Regions from separate parts of the Mus musculus genome. Here region 2 is linked to region 1. Evidence: chromatin contacts called from public HiChIP or PLAC-seq data. All regions are on one chromosome and are shown on one strand. Each heading gives the region's core, a stretch centred on a gene start, on an enhancer-like site or on the middle of the called end of the contact. The rest is flanking DNA. Distances are from core to core; before and after follow the strand shown.

Region 1 (4,020 bases), core at 963-3,462:
GAGGGAACAAACAGGGCTGGCCCTGAGCTGTCATGATGACTTGTTTTGATATAATGGAAGCCGAAGACATCGTACAAGTGAGCCGAATTAAAATTCCAGTGTTTAAAGTAGAAATGATTGTATAAAAGTATGTTGATATAGGGATAATAAAATGGTCAGTATTCTAGTTTTCCAATTTTTTTGATTTGTCAAAATGATTGTGATTTATTTAGAGTGGAATTTCTGCTGTGCCTACTATTATTTATAAGAATAAATATATACCCACTAGACTAGACTAACAGAAAACATTTACTCTCTTTTCATAATTTTATTGACTGTTTGGGAATTTCACATCATGAACCCTGAGTGCACTTCTTTTCAGTCCTCACAGTTCAACTCTCCCACCTTTTGAGACCCTCTCCCCACCCCCAGGCCCCCCAAAAACAGAAAAAAGAGAAAGAAAAAACGTATAATTTGTGTTGCTTATGCACTCACTGGAGCATGGGCAAACTCCTGGTGATCAGCCCTTAAATGGAACTGAGTCCTCCCCACCACGTCCACTTCAGAAGGCGTCTCTCGTGGAGGGCGATGCTTCAGCATCTTTATCACCATTTTAAAGAATTCTCTTTGGTGACTTTCTGTTTAGGCTGTTACTTTTTCAGGGATGGGATGGGATGGGATGGGATGGGATGGGATGGGATGGGATGGGATGGGATGGGATTGTCACAGAAGGTTTTAATGTCCCCTTTTCTTAACTGTGAGTCTGCAGTCATCTATAGCAAAAGTAGCTTTCCTGCCCTTTCTGGTCTGCGAGATTATGGATCCTAGATTTGCACATGGTTTCTGGAGATAGCACAGACCACGGACTTCCATGAACATCAACACAGACCCCCACTTCAGTAGGACCACAGACACACACATGGCCCTTAGAGGCAGCATGGCCTTGGACAAAAAGTACCATGGCCTTAGGTGGCAGCAAAGGCTACTCAGGTCAGTATGTCGCCTGTGGCAGCATGGCCCATGCACATCAACATGGCTTCAGGTGACAGCACAGACCATTGACATCTGCTTGGACTTTGGTGGTAACACAGACCACAGACATAGAACTCAGCTGCAGTAGGACCCCAGACCTGGACTTGGCCCTCGGTGGCAGAATGGACTTGGATCACCATGGCCTCAGGTAGCAGACCAGGCCAAGGACATCCTTATGGCTTTCAGTGGTAACTTGGGCCAGGGACATAAACATGGCTCTCAGCTACTGTAGGACCATGGGCATGGGACAGTGGACCACGGATACCAAAGTTCTTCATCTTGGACATCCTGTCGTTGCTCAGAGCCAGTGTGCCATGTGCCTGTGGGGCTGAGTCCGAGTGTAAGCCCCAGGCTGCTGCACACAACCCACCCTGTCATCCCTCCTTAGCAGTGCATGTTCCCCCAGCCACCACAGGCTTCTCTCACACTTATCAGCACCGTCTCATCTCTAGTTCTGCCTCTCCACCACCCACCACTGCACCCCTCTGTCTTTCCTCTCTCCATTGACTATCTGTCCACCATAGTGGGGTTGGAAGCAGTAAAGCCAACCCCCTTGTTTCTTCTGCAGTCACCTTAGCAACGGGTTGGCAGAAAATGCCTTTCTCGTCTGCACTAGTTAGATCCCACTACATACGTTAAATGATGTGTCAGTCTTATTTCAACTACTGATGTAATTTTTAAATATTTAAAAGTGTTTAAAAAGTTACAGATTGGTATCTTTAAAAAACTTAAGATGAAAATTTTAGAAGCTGATTTGAAAGTGTACCAATGGAATACATAGTTTCTTTGAAATGTGTGTGTATACAAACTTTATACAAATATATGCATACATATATAAATATGAATATATACAAAATTTGGGTGAGGGAATCACTGAAATACTCAGTCCTAGGAATAAAATTAGAAAATATATTTAGAATTGTGAACCATGTTGGGTCCCTGTCTAACATCTTGTGACTGTGATAAAACCTGTCAACCTATTATAGGTGCTCTACAAAGAAAAGCCAGGTTCCCCGTGGTCAGAGTTCATCACTGTCCAGTCCATGGGGTGGGGGAAGTTGATGAGGGTTGATATAATTTCAGAGAGTGTGGCTAAATGATGACTCATGAGTGCTACTTTGTACAGAGAGGAGAGTAAAGGCGTCAGCAGGCTGGAGGATGATGGGAAGGGTTGAGTCAGTCAGTGGGTTGGGGGTTTCTTTGACGTTCAGACTTGCTGTGGGGGTACTAACAATGGTAAGATAGGGAAATGGCAAGCAGGCTGTGGCTGAGAGTGGGGAGTAAGAGTCTGATGACTGAGGAACTGTAGTGAACCACACTAGGGCTCTCCTTTCTCTGAACATTCACCTGAACATCCTTCCCTACTGCACGTTGTCCTTCTGACTGGCATCACATAACCCTTAGCCTGTCCCTTCCTCCTAGCTGTCTCTCTTCATGTACCAAAGTGTACTGCCGGGACAATATTCAACGCACATGCTTATTGGAGTTAAAGTGTGTGTGTGTGTGTGTGTGTGTGTGTGTGTGTGTGTGTGTGTGTTTGTGTGTGTGTGTGTGTGTGTGTTTATTCTAACCACATTTCTCTCTTTATTCTAATATACCTCAAAGCACTACTCACCTTTGTCCCTGAGGTCATATAGTTGTAAACAGTTCCTTTCAATTGGATCTGTTCTCCTCGCACAACAGAATATGGTATGTTCATCTCCAGGAAGACTTCTTTGAACACCTTTGCCTTGAGTGTATCAGCAACACATATACCTTCAGCCCAAAGGGAAAGCAAGGTAGGATCATGTTAGGGAATTCTTGTCACATTTTGTTGGTACTAATTTGTCACATTTGCTTTCTTAAAAAAATAATGTTTCATTTGCTTGCCAGATATTTAATTCTGTTTAAAACGAGAATGCTTATTAACTAGATTATCAAATCTTTAAAGATGTTTATTGTTGGCTTCATTTAATGAGTATAAAATTTTGATTGTGGAGGCCAAGCTTTTGTAAAATAAATAAATAAATAAATAAATAAATAAATAAAATTAAACAAATGAAAGTAATCTAGCAGTTATTTATAAAGTATCTGCATTAGTCACGTCTCAGGAATGTCAGCCAAGGGAGAAAACATTGAGTTGTTCTAACTGTCCTCGAACTCCCACTCACTGTCAGAAGGGAAAGAAAGTACAGCTTTGATCTCAGCTTTATAGTTGGCAGCCAGTAGAGGAGCAGAAGAAACTCAGTCGCTTCAAAGGTGTAGGTACATTAGAGCCTTTGGAAAGGAAAATTAAAAACTTTGCCTTGTATCCTAGATGAATGGACTGTACAGTAACAAAGAACTCCATCTTGCTGATTCAAATCCTGCTCAACTGAGCATGTGACTTACAGTTTCTTACCATTGTCTGAAATGCCAATGCCTTGAATTTCCCAAGTCGTTAGTGAGTCAGGCAGCGTGACCTGCAGCTGTTTTCTGGAAGTTCAGACATTGATATTTGTGATGGTTAATATCACCAACTTGATAAGATCTGGACTACCCACAAGACAAACCTCTGGCTGTCCCCATGGAGGGTTTTCTTGATTTGGTTAGCCTCTGGATATGCCTGGGAGCTATTTTTCTGATTAGGTCAGCTGAGTAGAAAAGATTCCCCCTTCAATGTGGGCAGTGCCATTCGTGGGCAGTGCCATTCCCTAGGCTTGGATTCTTGCATGAAGCAGGAGTGCTTGTTATATTTGCCTCCTAGTTGTTGATGTCCCAGGTTCTTGCAGCCAAGACTTCCCAGCAGCAATGGCCTGAATCTTAGAACTGTGAGCCACAACAAACCCAGCCTCCCTTAAGTTGCTTTTGCTAGGTATTTTACCGCAGAAACAGGAAGAGAAACAAACACAATATTCAACTACAGTGAAACATTAGAGTTGCTAGTAAGGAAAAACTCATCCAGACAAAAATATTCAGCATCTGCCCACCCATCTCAGGTTTGCAGACATTGCACCTGTGGTGTGAGCATTGGCGGTGAGAAGGATATCT
Region 2 (3,824 bases), core at 864-3,363, 85 kb before region 1:
GCCCTCCCCCTCCATCTCCTCTGGCCTCCTGAAGGAGTTTCCTCTCTGGAACCCCACAGTAACTAAGATTCATAAGGGTAGGAGCTGGCCCCTTAAGGACACAAAGCACAGAAGCCAGCATTAAGCCTTCCTCTGCTGCCGCATCCAGGGCTTTAGGGAACACGATTGCTGCACCTGTTTATGTAATAGCTAAGGGACCTTAGGATAAGTTTTCCAGTGGCTTTGTTGATGTCCTAGTTACTTAAAGTGAGACCCGACCTTACATTGAATCATGATTTATTTTGTACGCTTAAAACCAAACTTACATTTAGAGATCATATTGTGTGAGGACAAAATAAGATCTTCTAGACTAAATCATTTGGATTGATTTATTGCAAATAACTGCCTTGATTGTGGGATCCACCGAGGCCAGTAGACACCCCCTTAACCCACCCCAGGGCAGGCAGCGGGCAAGGCCAGCTGCCCTTCCTGCACTCAAGGTGACTTTCGTCTCCAGGGCAGCCTCAGTTTGGTTCCAAGCACCTGCTAACAGATCAACTAGGATAATCCTTTCATTAAAACTGACCAATTAAAAATGGTAATTACACCCACAAAATTCCTTTCCAGTCACACCTAGATGATTGCTGAATAATTAGAGGCCATAAAGAAGCCAGATTGGTCTTTCAAATTAACCTGGGCATTGATGAAATTGCTACCTCCTCAGGCTACAGGAGAACAAGGGAGGCAGCCTGAGCCAAGGACAGACCGGAGGCTGAGGTTTAAGGGAGGAGCCAGCAGTGCGGTGCAGAGGGAAGGCTGACCTGGGCAAAGAAAGGTGAAGCAGCAGCGGGGCTTTGTTTAATAGCTCCTTGATAGATAATTTACGCCTGTGCATGTTTCCTAAGCATCCGGGGCTTCAGTCTGCAGGTTACAAAAACATCCACAGCCACTGGGTGTTTGCTGAGAGCCTGGGGTGTAGCTCAGTGGTAGAGCAGGTACTTAGCACATAGGCGATCCTGGATTCAATCCCCAGCATAAAAGCGAGCACAAATTGACTGCACGTGTTCTGTTCTACACACCGGTGTTTGAGAGGGTCCAGCGAGGTTATGGATCAGCATTAGCTATAAGGAAACATTTCCTGAGCCGGCTCGGGGCTAAGAATTTATGCAGATTACTTTCCTCACTTCACCCTGAGCTCCTACAGGAGCACATCTGTGATGCCATTTTACAGAACACTCACAAGCACTCTTGCCCATGGGCCGGTGGGATGGCTCAGCAAGTGAAGGGCTTGCGTGCCAGCCTCCTTCACGTTGCTGGCTAGCTCTTGTCTTGATTAGAGTACTTTCCTAGGGCTTAGTACACCAGGGACTCTGGGGTCAAGCCCATCACTGAAAATAAAAAATGAAAGCAAGAAGACTTTGCAAGGTACAAAGTGCTATCTCTCTGCCTCAAAAAAAGCTTGTGTGAGGCCCCAAAGCATCTGGCACTGGGCAGACAGACCCACAGTGTCAGCCTTGCCAAGTGTCATAGTGCCAGAGAAAGGTCTCCTAAGACCCAGTGCAGCCACTTCTGAACCTCGAAGGAACCTCAGTTTCATTATCCAAAAACCATGGACTATGGTTATCCTTGCCAGGGAGGTTGGGAGTTTGCTCATAGGCCCAGAAAGGCCCCAAAACCACGGAACTGACCTCTCCCGAGACCCTCCTTGGCAAGGAGATGGCAGTTGGGGCTGGCTTACAACCCAGCAAGGTTTCAGAGCCAGCTGTGCTGAGCCAGCGAGAGCTAAAAATAACCATCACTTCTTACAGGGACACCAGGGGTGGGGAGTAAGGAGGGGTGGGGGACACTCCCCCACCACAGTATTCCCCACCTGAAGGGATGTGTGTAGAGGGGGATCCCCATCCCCAGCTCTGCAGAGCTGGCCACAGGCCACTCAGAGGGGGAAGGGCCTGTTTCTTCTGGCCAAGGCAATGGAAAGAGTCCTCTCCTGTGGTTGGGTGGGTGTCGAGCTCACGTGGCCTATGGATATGTTTCTAAGTTTCCTAGAAATCTAATATCCAGAATGTTGAAATCACTTTAGCATGTCAGCCACATGAAACATTAATGAGATAAGCAAAATTCTCTCTCTGCTATCAAGTCTGTGTGGTAGGTTTCAACACTTCTCAACTGGATGCAGCCGCAATGCAAGGGTTTCACTCATTTCCTGTGGCTGCTGGAACATATTACCACAAACTCAGTGGCTCAAAGCCACGTTCTCCTCCAGCCCTGGAGGTTAGCAGCCCGAAGTGAGATTTCCAGGGTTAGATCAAGTTGTCAGGCTCTGGTAAAAGTGCCCCCCTGTGCTGCATACAGGCTTCTAGGTCAGCTACTTACTGGTTTCTATTGTCATCTCTGTGTCTCTTTTCATTTTCATCTTCTCTGCCTTGGGCTCTTATGATGCTTTTTATAATCTCTCTGGTGATGACCTTGTACCCCCCTGGGGAATCCAAGATGCTTTCTCAAATAAAGATATTTAACTTAGTTGCAACACATTCCCATGTCCAAGTCTACGCAAATGACGGGCTGTCTTGAGCCTGTCTTACTGCCGTACACCCACATGCATTAGTGATCACTATGCTGGATAGGTAGATTCAGGGGTCAAAGGTGAGAGTATAATCAGTCTCCTGCTGAAGCCAAAGCTCAGTCACAAACTAACTGTGGGCCATGGGGCAAGTTACTTCATATCCCAAGACAAGACTGCACTTGTCTTACCTGTGAAATTGATAACCCACGTAGATTAAGACAACAGAATTAGAAGATGAAATCCTTGTCATCTGCAAAGGGAGCTTTCCTAGCAGAAAGGTGTGTGTGTGTGTGTGTGTATGGTGTATGTGCATCTGTGTATGGTGTTTGGTATGTGGTATATGGTGTGTGTATATGTGGTGTATGTGTGTATCTGTGTGTCTCTGTGTGGTATGTGTGTATCTGTGTGGTATGTGTATATCTGTGTGGTATGTGCTGTTTAATGTATGTGTGTATATGCATGGTGTGTGTGTGTGTGTCCATGTGGTATATGTTCCCATGTAGTAGGAGACCTGAGTTCTGGCAGTGTGTGATGGTGTGCCGAGTTAGCTCATAGGGCTTAGTGGCCTCATTCAATAGATAGGAAGACTGAGGCCAAGTGAAAATGCACTTCTGAAATAGTTGCTGCTCAGGGTCTATGTCTATCATCACCCTCCTGCCCGTGGTGTGACCTCAGAGACAGCAAGTGACTGTCCTAACAGCACGTGCTCTGAGGGCCTTGGGGTGCCCTCATCACCCCACAGTACACAATACATATGGGACATGAATGTCCCAGGGAGGACAGAGGTGACAGGGAGGAGCTGTGTCTCAAATAGGCTCCAACATTATTGGGCTGGGGACTACGGCATAGATGGATCTGTGCTCAGGGGTGAGAGTATGGAGCGAGATCTTGGCTTTGTGTACAAGGGAATTTTCCACAGAGTAGCCCCAGCAGGCTCCTGGCTGATCCAGTAAGGCAGGCTATCAGCCATGGTCTGAAGACTTAGGCCCACGGTGGGTGGCTTGGCTCTTCTGGAGGGGTTGCTTCCCTGAGTGCCTCACACCCCCAAACTCTTTCCCTAAAACCTCTCCAATGGGGCCTGTCTGGGGAGATGGCTCAGTCGGTAAAGCTCTTGCTACGCAAGTGTGAGGACTGGAATTCTGTGCCCAGCATCTACATAAAAAGCCACCTACAAGCCCCTTCACACACACACACACACACACACACACACACACACACACACACACACACGAGACAGAGGGAGAGAGAGAGAGAGAGAGAGAGAGAGAGAGAGAAAGAGAGA

The links. HiChIP or PLAC-seq counts read pairs in DNA pulled down with a chosen protein or histone mark.
Region 2: a contact with region 1 is called in a BATF HiChIP or PLAC-seq map of CD8 T cells, with 26 read pairs. The contact joins two enhancer-like sites. A contact is called at or near these places in 1 of 15 datasets of contacts at CTCF or cohesin (CD8 T cells), 3 of 484 Hi-C or Micro-C datasets (bone marrow-derived macrophages, nephron progenitors and olfactory sensory neurons), 1 of 115 datasets of contacts at active chromatin or transcription factors (CD8 T cells) and 1 of 9 other capture datasets (liver).

The regions. Positions count from the first base shown.
Region 1 is chr2:35,021,494-35,025,513 of GRCm38.p6, forward strand. Hc (hemolytic complement) reads right to left here. Exons shown (of 41, transcript NM_010406.3): 19 at 3,392-3,465; 20 at 2,627-2,766. Among named protein-coding and RNA genes, the nearest start is that of Hc, 38 kb to the right of the region's middle. Within about 2 kb of position 2,213, at least 10 of the 459 cell types and tissues checked have an H3K27ac peak or open chromatin away from gene starts, as enhancers often do. A contact at or near this core is called in CD8 T cells, where this site is marked.
Region 2 is chr2:34,936,963-34,940,786 of GRCm38.p6, forward strand. No RefSeq gene overlaps it. Among named protein-coding and RNA genes, the nearest start is that of Gm52552, 12 kb to the right of the region's middle. Within about 2 kb of position 2,114, at least 91 of the 459 cell types and tissues checked have an H3K27ac peak or open chromatin away from gene starts, as enhancers often do. A contact at or near this core is called in CD8 T cells, where this site is marked.